Linked DNA regions of Mus musculus: region 2 is linked to region 1. A link is a contact called in public HiChIP or PLAC-seq data. All regions are on one chromosome and are shown on one strand. The core of a region is the stretch at or near the end of the contact, and the rest is flanking DNA. Distances in the headings are between cores, read along the strand shown. Region 1 overlaps Adgrd1 (adhesion G protein-coupled receptor D1). Region 2 overlaps Sumf2 (sulfatase modifying factor 2).

Evidence for each region. HiChIP or PLAC-seq counts read pairs in DNA pulled down with a chosen protein or histone mark.
Region 2: an H3K27ac HiChIP or PLAC-seq map of embryonic stem cells shows a contact between it and region 1, with 2.9 times the contacts expected there. The contact joins two enhancer-like sites. A contact is called at or near these places in 2 of 115 datasets of contacts at active chromatin or transcription factors (both in embryonic stem cells) and 1 of 9 other capture datasets (embryonic stem cells).

Annotation. Positions count from the first base shown.
Region 1 is chr5:129,153,714-129,158,543 of GRCm38.p6, forward strand. The region is part of intron 13 of Adgrd1 (adhesion G protein-coupled receptor D1); the gene reads left to right. Among named protein-coding and RNA genes, the nearest start is that of Gm46923, 39 kb to the left of the region's middle. Within about 2 kb of position 2,023, at least 35 of the 459 cell types and tissues checked have an H3K27ac peak or open chromatin away from gene starts, as enhancers often do. A contact at or near this core is called in embryonic stem cells, where this site is marked.
Region 2 is chr5:129,862,689-129,867,518 of GRCm38.p6, forward strand. Sumf2 (sulfatase modifying factor 2) reads left to right here. Exons shown (of 9, transcript NM_026445.2): 9 at 1-1,263. The coding sequence ends at 35. It overlaps Phkg1 (phosphorylase kinase gamma 1), which reads right to left. Exons shown (of 10, transcript NM_011079.3): 6 at 4,174-4,337; 7 at 3,508-3,598; 8 at 3,229-3,382; 9 at 2,287-2,412; 10 at 743-2,001. The coding sequence ends at 1,753. Among named protein-coding and RNA genes, the nearest start is that of Phkg1, 14 kb to the right of the region's middle. Within about 2 kb of position 1,988, at least 35 of the 459 cell types and tissues checked have an H3K27ac peak or open chromatin away from gene starts, as enhancers often do. A contact at or near this core is called in embryonic stem cells, where this site is marked.

The DNA of each region.
Region 1 (4,830 bases), core at 773-3,272:
TTTTTTTTTAAACTTGGGTGGCTTGAGTGTGCCCTAGAATGCACTTGGTAGACTTGTGCATACTTGGCTTCCTGCTTTTATATGGATGGAGGGTATGGTGAGGTTCAGTGTGGGATTGGTCCTCAGTTGTCAGGACTTACTGACTTCTCAACACTGATGGGTGTCTGGACAGGCAGCTCCCATGGTGCAGAAGAACACACTTCTGCTAGAGTTGACAGGTAATAACAGAGATGAACCTCGGAGGAGTGGGGGACACAGGGAAACACAGTGGTCTCTGGGACTGTGAACAGGGAGAGTCCAGCCAGAGCCATTCAATAGCAACTTTCCTGGGCCCATTTCCAAGGCTGCTGTGTGAGGTAGGAAGACCAACCCAGGGTGTGCCTGGGCATCGGTGTATGTGGCTTGCTATGCCTCCCAAGTGGGACAACCTTACCCTCTGCCAATTCTCTGCTGCATAAGAGAGAAAGGCTCAACTTCATCTGCATCTGAGTCCCATGCTCCCATCTTCCAGTCTGACCTTGGCCTTACTATCACCGGGATAAGATAGCCACAGCCTCCTAGCTGCCCCCTCTTTCAGTCTTGCCCCTTCTTGTAACTTAGTGCCCAGAGGACTATTCAAAATGTGGCTAGAGAGACAGCTCAGTGACTGAGAACATGGGTTGCTCTTGCAGAGGACCAGGGTTCAGTTCCCAGTATCTGCACGGCATGTACCAGTCATTCAGTTCCAGGGGGCTCTGTCGCTGTCTTCTGGCCTCTGTAGACACTGCAAGCTAAACCGTTCACGCATATAAAAAAATAAGAAATTAATAAATCTTCAAAGTGCTTTAAAATAGTCACCCATCTGCTTAAAACCTTTCCCTGTGTCCTCTACACTCCCAGCCTCAAGCCACCACAACCTCCTCCTGGCTCTTCCCCACCCGAGTCAGGACCTAGGCTTACATTCTTCCTCCACCAATGGGATGTTCTCCTACAGGCACCTGCATGGTTACCACCATCCCAGATTCTGTCCCACAGCCCAATCATCCTCCAAGAGCCAGCCATACAGCACAGCCACACCCTATCATCCCTGCTACCTTTATTCCCTATCTGTCTTCTCTGGTTTAAAAAAAAAAAGAGGGGCTGGTGAGATGGCTCAGTGGGTAAGAGCACCCGACTGCTCTTCCGAAGGTCAGGAGTTCAAATCCCAGCAACCACATGGTGGCTCACAACCATCCGTAACAAGATCTGACTCCCTCTTCTGGAGTGTATGAAGACAGCTACAGTGTACTTACATATAACCAATAAATAAATCTTTAAAAAAAAAAAAAAGAGCCAGGTAAGGATGGGGTCCTGGAGGGGAGAAGGACAAAAGAGGAAGAATACAACCTCTAGGGCTCTACCAGTATGCCGACTGAATAAATGAATGAAAGAAGACTTTGCACACAGCTCTCTGACCCTGAGTCACATGGGCACACAACGGGTCAGGGTGAGCCCAGACATGCCACCTGAGCTCCGAGAACAGTGATTTTTTTTTTTTACCTGAGCCTCTTGCTTCACTATCTGGCCTTGACAACACTAAACTGTTCCTGGACCCCTATGTTTCCACTTCCGGCCCCCACCCAGACTAAGCACGGAGGTGTTCTTTGCCTGTTTGTTCCGGAGCCTCCTCTTTGACCTTGAGAAGCTACAATAGTCTTGTGATCCTCCCTCCCAGGCTAGACCAAGGTTCTGCAAGAGGTAGATTCAGTTGCCTCTCTATCTGCTGTGAACCCTCCCCAGCTTCCCTAATACCCTGGTGGGGTGAGGACAAGCCTTCCCAGGGCCCACACACAGCATGGATGGCTCCCATCCGGTCCCCACCCCCACCCCACCTTTCTCGCCTAGGTGCTTTGACACCTGAGGTTCCTTCTGCTCTCCAGGTTCCTGAAACTCTCATCACTCCCGAAGGAGCTGGTGAGGCTTGCCCTCCAAGTCCCTCCCTCAGGACACCTATGTCCTCCTTGAGTCATTGATGTTTCTTTGAGGCCGGATCTGTACATTCGTTCCTGTGTGTAGGTGTGGCATGCAGCACACAGTAGGAGCTGCCACTGCAGGGGAAACACCCTATTCCTGATACCTAGTCAGTTTTGGGCGGGGGCAGGTATCAGGCCCAAGGCTTAGAGTTCATTGGGCCTGGGAGACTCACCGCACTGAGCTGGAACGCAGCAGCCGGAGTCTCTGTGGTAGAGCTCCAGCTGTGCCCTGTTTCTCCACACTCCTCCTAGGCTGAAGCCCCCACGGCTTCCCCACCAAGCCAAAGTCTCCTTGCTGTGCCTAGATGATGGCTCAGGGGCAAGTCACCAGTCCTGCAGAGGAGGCTCACTTACTTGTTCTAAGACTGGACAATAGAGAAACTGCAAGAGACAGAAGCTAAGACAGCGCTATTGTTAAGTCCCAGAGAAGCTATATTGTAACGATGCTAATGGGGGTCAAAACAAAAGGAGAAAAATCCGCCCACTTCCCTAGGTCTGGGTCTAGCTTTACAGATGTCTAATGCACACAGAGGGTTACGTGGCGGGAATTACAATGTACCCGAGATCTGTTTCCTTGGCTAATTATTTTCACCGTCTCTACAAAAGCAAACTGGTCTCTGGGAGATTTATTCACACAGAAATCACTGCAGAGGGGAGCCGAGTGCTGTCAAGGATCTGGTGTGTTCTTTGTTTATCTGGCTTCTTTGCAAAATGGATCCTCGTTTTATTTATCTATGGGGGGGGGGGGGATTTCTGTGTCCTGGCTCACCTGTGGAGTGCAGAAACAAAGAAACAACTTTCGGGAGTTGTTTCTTTGTTTCCACCAAGTGGGTCCCAGGGATGGAACTCAAATTGTCAGGCTGAGCAGCAAGCAACTTTACCTGCTGAGCCATCTCCCCAGCCCCACATGCATTGGAGTTTTTTAAGATTACTTGGTGTCAGTGGAGTGTGTCTCTGCTTAGGTGCTTTCTCTTTTTCCCAGACTCCTTCCTGCAGCAGGCACTGGGGTCACCAGAGCCACAAGTCATCCTGAAGCCGAGTGATGGAGATTCCATCACTCTGCCGTGCCGCACACTCTGGTTTCTGTCCTAGCTTTTAGAACTCAGGCAGATGCAGAGATATGCCACCTAGTCTTTGCCAGTGGTTCCAGGTAGATGACCTGGCTTCACTGTCACAACGGAAAAACCACCCACAGTGCTGGGTATCACCCACAGGTGCTGATATTGGGATTCCTCCAGCCTCCCAGCCTCGTCTGTCACATTGTTGGGTGCCTACTCTTATCTGACAGCCCAGGGCCACCTCTCCTCCTGAGAGGAACAAGGCCTCTGGTGACATTGGTCTATCCTGCATAGAGGGCAAGGCTAGGGACTGAAATTGAATATTTGCTTTCTGGAGCAAATGAGGCAGGTGTAGTGCCCAGGGTTACCCAGTACATGTGAACCCCTTATCATTTGCACCCCCTAATTGAAACAGAGGTGAGACCTTAGTCTCTTCTGCCCAGCTTTTGGCTGTCTGCATCTTTGTTTATCAATCACAATTAACTGGGGACAGGGCCACTTTGCCTGCATCTACATGGGGACTCTCTTGCCTCTGGGGCAACCAGTTTTTTGGGGCCCCAAATTATCATTTGAATCCAAGCAGCATCAGGCCAACCCACTATAGAACAGGGTGGCTGTGAGAGTGGGGCCTGCTCTGGGGCTTTGAAACCTTGGGAAAGGAGAGTGGGATCTAGGGGACACAAGAGTGTGTAGAAAAAAAAAAGGGAGGGAAATACAACAGTGGATGGCACCCCTGGGGAGCTTGGGGCTTCCATGAGGATGAGTTCTGAAGGAGGGTCAGAAGGGTCAGGCCTCCCAGGCAGTTGCACCAGGGTGGGCAAGCTTGGAGGGTGTGTGTGTGTGTGTGTGTATGCTGTGTGTGTGTGTGTATGTTGTTTTTGTGTGTGTGTGTGTGTGTGTGTATGTTGTGGTGTGTGTGTGTATGCTGTGTGTGTGTGTGTGTATGCTGTGTGTGTGTGTGTGTGTATGCTGTGTGTGTGTGTGTGTGTGTGTGTGTATGCTGTGTGTGTGTGTGTGTATGTTGTGGTGTGTGTGTGTGTGTGTGTGTATGCTGTGTGTGTGTGTGTGTATGTTGTGGTGTGTGTGTGTATGCTGTGTGTGTGTGTGTGTATGTGTGTGTGTGTGTGTGTGTGTGTATGCTGTGTGGAGGATAGGTAGACGGATGAGCAGGTGAGGGATGGGGAATGAGGTAGTGGGAGCGTGAACAGGTGAGATGGGTAGATGGATGGATAGACAAGCAAATGAGTGGAAGGGGTTAGATGGACAGGCGGGTGGATGGTCACACGGGGGTGGTAGGAGGTGGGTAGATGGGGACTGGGAGGGACTGTTGATGAGGAGGAGAATGGGTGGGCAGATGGGCAGGTAGGGAAGGTTGGTGGATGGGTGGATGAACAGATAGGTCGATGGGACAGGTGGACAGGGTAGGCTCAGCTAAAGCAGAGGGCGCTGCTGTAAAGGGAGGGTGTCCTTTCTCCCTCGGGCATCGATGTTCTGTCTTTCTCATGAGGGTCTAAGGTGTATGATAGGCCTGGCTTTGTGCTATAATGAGAAAGGAAGAGGATGGGTGGCAAGAGCAAGAGTGGCTGTGGAGGCCAGTGGGTAGTGGCCTGAGCTGCTGGACCAGGGTAGCTGTGTTGTAGCTATACTCAGCTGCGGTTGAGTGTGCATGGCCACAGGAAGCATCCGCATAGACTGGTCTTCAGGTCCCTCTACTGTAGATCACTGAGAAGGGGCGTGGTCAGTATGAAAGGAGGTGGGGCCGTCGTAAAATGGGGAGGGGT
Region 2 (4,830 bases), core at 738-3,237, 710 kb after region 1:
CCTCCAGTGCAGGCCGACCGAAGGAGGACCTGTGAGCAGCCAGACCGAGATCTCCGAAGCACCCTCTCAGCACTGTACCTCCGTGACCATGTTCCAGAGGCAGCTGGCTACCAAGCTCATGCGTCTGAGGGTGGCCTTTTGAGCCCCTCCCCTCTGACAGACACAAAGAACACTCGGACTGCAAGAAGGGACTGCAGTAGCCTGGAAGATGAGGACCTGGATGACCAAGGCTGGGAGCTGGGCTGTCTCTTAAGTGCAGTATTAAGGACAAAGGAACCAAACCCTCCAGTGTCCAAAAGATGACATTTTTTAAACTCTCTCCCTTTTTGCTTTCTCCCTGGCTGGTTCAGCTTTCACTTCTGGGAAATTCTGCAGAAGGAAAATGCTTCCTTTGTGAGGTGTGCCAAAGCCTTGCTGCCAGAACCTAGCCTCGCTGGCCTCTGAAACGAGATACTCAATATGTGGCAAGGCTGGTCTCGAACTCTCGATCCTCCTACCTCAGCTTCCTGGGTCCTGCTGGGATTACACACCACGCCCACTATTTAAAAGCCCCAGTAAAGCAAATGATTTATGAAGTGAAGATGTGCATTGTGGGAGAACCAAAGTCAGTGCCCCTCTAGGAAGACAAATGCCAGAACCTTCTCTGAGAGTTAGCTAATCATGTAGGGCCTTCTGTGTATCCTGCAGACATGTCCCTGAAGAAGAACTGGATCTTATGAGGTCAATAAATCCTTTTTTTTTTTTAAGATTTATTTATTTATTATATGTAAGTACACTGTAGCTGTCTTCAGACACACCAGAAGAGGGCATCAGATCTCGTTACGGATGGTTGTGAGCCACCATGTGGTTGCTGGGACTTGAACACTGGACCTTTGGAAGAGCAGTCGGGTACTCTTACCCACTGAGCCATCACACCAGCCCGAGGTCAATAAATTCTTATGTATATCAGGAAGCACAATATAATTGTTGTTTGAGATAGGGTTTCATGTAGCCCAGGCTAGCCTCAAGCTCCTTGTGTAGCCACAAATGACCTTGAACTCCTGCTTTCACTTCCTCAAATATCCATAACTTTAGCTAGACAGTTATGAGCGCCTGTTCTTGCTGAGGAGGGGTTCAATTCCTACCACCCACAAGGTGGGCTCAGCTATCTATACAACTCCAGTTTCAGGGTTTCTGATGCCTTCTTGTGACCTCTACAGGTACTGCATGCATGTGGGTTACATAAAATGCATGCAGCTAAAACATACATAAAATGCATAAATCTTAAAAAAAAAAACAAGAAAACTATAGACATCAACAAAGGTGCACAGTAGAGAAGCCAGAAGGCTTATAGCTCCCAGAATACATGTGCTCTATGCCCTTCCATTTCTGCCTATCACGGTCTCAGCTGCGTTGGATTTATTATTTATTTATTTATTATCTATTTTAGCTGTACCAGAGGTTGAATTTGGAGACCTTACACTCACCACAGGGTTACATTCCCAGCCTCATTTTTATTTTGAAATAAGCATCACTAGACTTCCCGGGCTGGGCTAGAACCCGTGATCCTACTGTCTCGGGGCAACAGGCACATGCCACAGCACATCCAGCTCCAGCTGTAATTACTGCTGTTTACTGGGAACACCCTGTGCTTCTAGAGGCAAGCCTTTGAGAGCACAGAGTAGGGCCACCTATTCCTTTGCAGAAGGCTACTTGGGGCATCCTCTTCTCACAAGTCCCTCTGTCTGCTTTCCCCTGGGCCCCCGCTGCCCTTCAGAAGTCCTCCTCCTCAGCCAAGGAGAGGAGCACAGCCTTGGGCGTGTTCTCGAAGAGGGCGGCTCTGTTCTGCTGTTGCCCTTTCTTCACCCAGTGGCCGTAGATACGGAAAGCATAGGCGTCAATGAGCCTCCGCAGCGGCCGAAGGGCGTAGGGGTCTCGGATGACGATCTCCCTGGTTACCGGCTTCACCCGACGGTACTGGTAGTAGATCTTTACTGATGCCAGCACAGTTAGACAGATCACCTGCAGGGGGCAGCACTTAGAACCCTCAGCCCGCAGCAAAGCTTGTCGGGAAACCTTAGCTGGCTTTGGGGGTGCCCTTCATGATGTCCCCTATTCCCAGGCTACAAGCATCTGTAGGGATTTAGGTAACAGGGTCGGTTAGCTGACATCCCCTGCAACCAGAAATTGAATTGGAACAGTGGGTACAAGGCATTCCCTCATAGCTTAAAGCTCTGAGAGCCTGGTGCCAGCAGGAGCCAACAGCAGCCTCCCCCAAGAGCCTTAGGGAAGGTTAAATTTCAGTACCTTGAACTTCCCTCGGGGGCTGAAGTGCCGTACTTCTTCTACTACGTACTCCTGAAAGAAAGGGTGTGCCAAGGCCTCTTCCGCCGAGCAGCGGTCCTGAGGTTGCACCACCAAGAATCGAGACACCTGGGAGAACATAAGGGACCTGAGAATATCATGGCAGCGTTCTGGAAAACACCGGGGGGTGAGTGTCGGTCCTGATTGCCAACTTGCTAGGATTTAGGACCACAATGGAAGCAGGTCTCTGGACCTGTCTGTGAGGGATTGTTCACACAGGTTGAGGTGAAAAGCTACACCCTAAATGTGGGTGGTTCCAGTTCATGGGCTGGGGCCCTGGATGGAAAAGAGAAAATGAGCTAGCTAATCCCCAACATTAATCTCCCTCTGCTTCCTGACTGTGGATGGTCCTCACAGATCTGTAGCCATAAACAAACCCTTCCTTCCTTAAGTAGGTTTTTTTTTTTTGGGGGGGGGGGCGTTTCAAGACAGGGTTTCTCTGTGTAGCCCTGGCTGTCCTGGAACTCACTTTGTAGACCAAGCTGGCCTCGAACTCAGAAATCCGCCTGCCTCTGTCTTCCAAGTGCTGGGATTAAAGGCATGTGCCACCATTTCCTGGCCCTTCAGTGGTTTTTGCTAGGTTGTTTTTTTTTTTTTTTAAGATTTATTTATTTATTATATGTAAGTACACTGTAGCTGTCTTCAGACACACCAGAAGAGGGAGTCAGATCTTGTTAGGGATGGTTGTGAGCCACCATGTGGTTGCTGGGATTTGAACTCAGGACCTTCGGAAGAACAGTTGGGTGCTCTTACCTGCTGAGCCATCTCACCAGCCCCTTGCTAGGTATTTTATTAACATTATTGAGACAGATACAGTGATCCCTCCACTCTGGAACATGCTCCTGTCCCTTGACATCTGGGGAGCGGGCGGCCATGGCCTCTCACCAAGTCTTTCACTGTGTCAGAGTAGTCATCCCACTCTGGTGAGCCAAACTGGTATTTGCCGTCCATGATCATCCGCAACATCAGCATTTGCTTCCGGTGCCAGAAAGGCGGGGAGCCAGCCAGCAGAGTGTACATGATGACGCCTGTGCTCCACCTGGAGGGTGGGCGGGGCCTCGTGTCACCTTTAGCCTCACGGGTAGGGGAAGCATGCAGGAGTAGTCTCACTGGAGTCAGGCCACCTCTTCCCCCCCAACCCCCTAGGTCCCCCAGATCACTTACATGTCCACCTCCTTCCCATAGCCAGGATGGCCGTCGTCCATGGAGCACTGTATGATTTCAGGGGCCAGATAACTGGGAGTCCCACAAACCTCTGCGGGAACGGCTGCTATCAGGACAGGACACCAGGGGCCCTCCCTTGGAAGAAGTTACCCAAGAGATCCAAGAGACAGGACAAAAACAGTGCTTGGGAGGGCTCTCCTATTTTACACTCAATAGTAACAGCAGACTACACAGGCTCGGAGGGTCACCTGTGGATTCCTAGGTCCTTTTAGGCACCCGGGCGTGGAGCTCAGGTGGTGGGAACCTGACTCTGGAACTCAGAAATTCACCTGCCTCTGTCTCCCAAGTGCTTGGGATTAAAGGCGTGCGCCACCACGCCCCGCTTTCACCTTGCTTTTTGAGACAGGATTTCTCACTGGCCTGAAGCTGACTGATTCAGGCAGACCAGCCAGCAACCCCGAGAGATCCTCCTAGCTGCCAGCCTATTGCTGGAGTTACATGGGCTCTGGGGATTCGAACTCAGGTCCTCATGCTTGTGTCCTCATTTGATCCACTGAGCCATCTCATTAGCCACTGACATGCTAGAATTTTTATTCTGGGGAGAAAATCATGCAATCTCTACCCTTGAGGCCTCTTTATGGGCCAAGGCCATACATAGTACCAGACCTCGGAGCTTCTCTCCTGGCTGCAGCTGGCAGGAAAACCCGAAGTCTGTGAGCTTTATATTCATGTTGTCATCCAAAAGGATATTCTCCGGCTTCAGGTCCCGATGGACAATGTTGAGTTTGTGCAGGGTACAGATCACCTCCAGCAGGGCCCGCATGATCTTTCTGGAGGGAGATGCATGGCATTGGCTTATTATTTTTAGTTTATTTATGTTGCTGTTGTTGTTTAAGAGAAGCTTTCTCTTTTTTAAAAAAAAAAAAAAGATGTATTTATTTTATATATGTGAGTACACTGTCAGTGTCTTCAGACACACCAGAAGCGGGCATTACAGATGGTTGTGAGCCACCAGGTGGTTGCTGGGAATTGAACTCAGGACCTCAGGAAAAGCAGTCAGTGCTCTCAACTGCTGAGCCATCTCTCCAGCTCGAGAGGCTTTCTCTACGGAGCCACAACTATCCTGAAACACTCTCGGTAGATCAGGCTGACCTTGAATTCTGAGATCGGCCTGCCTCTGCGTCCCAAATGTTGGGATTAAAGTCTTGCACCACCACACCCTGCTATTTTTATTTATTTTATTTTATTGTTACAAGATCTCCTGTAGCCCAGGTTGGCCTCTAACCTACTATGTAGCTGAGGGTGACCTTAAACTCCTGATCT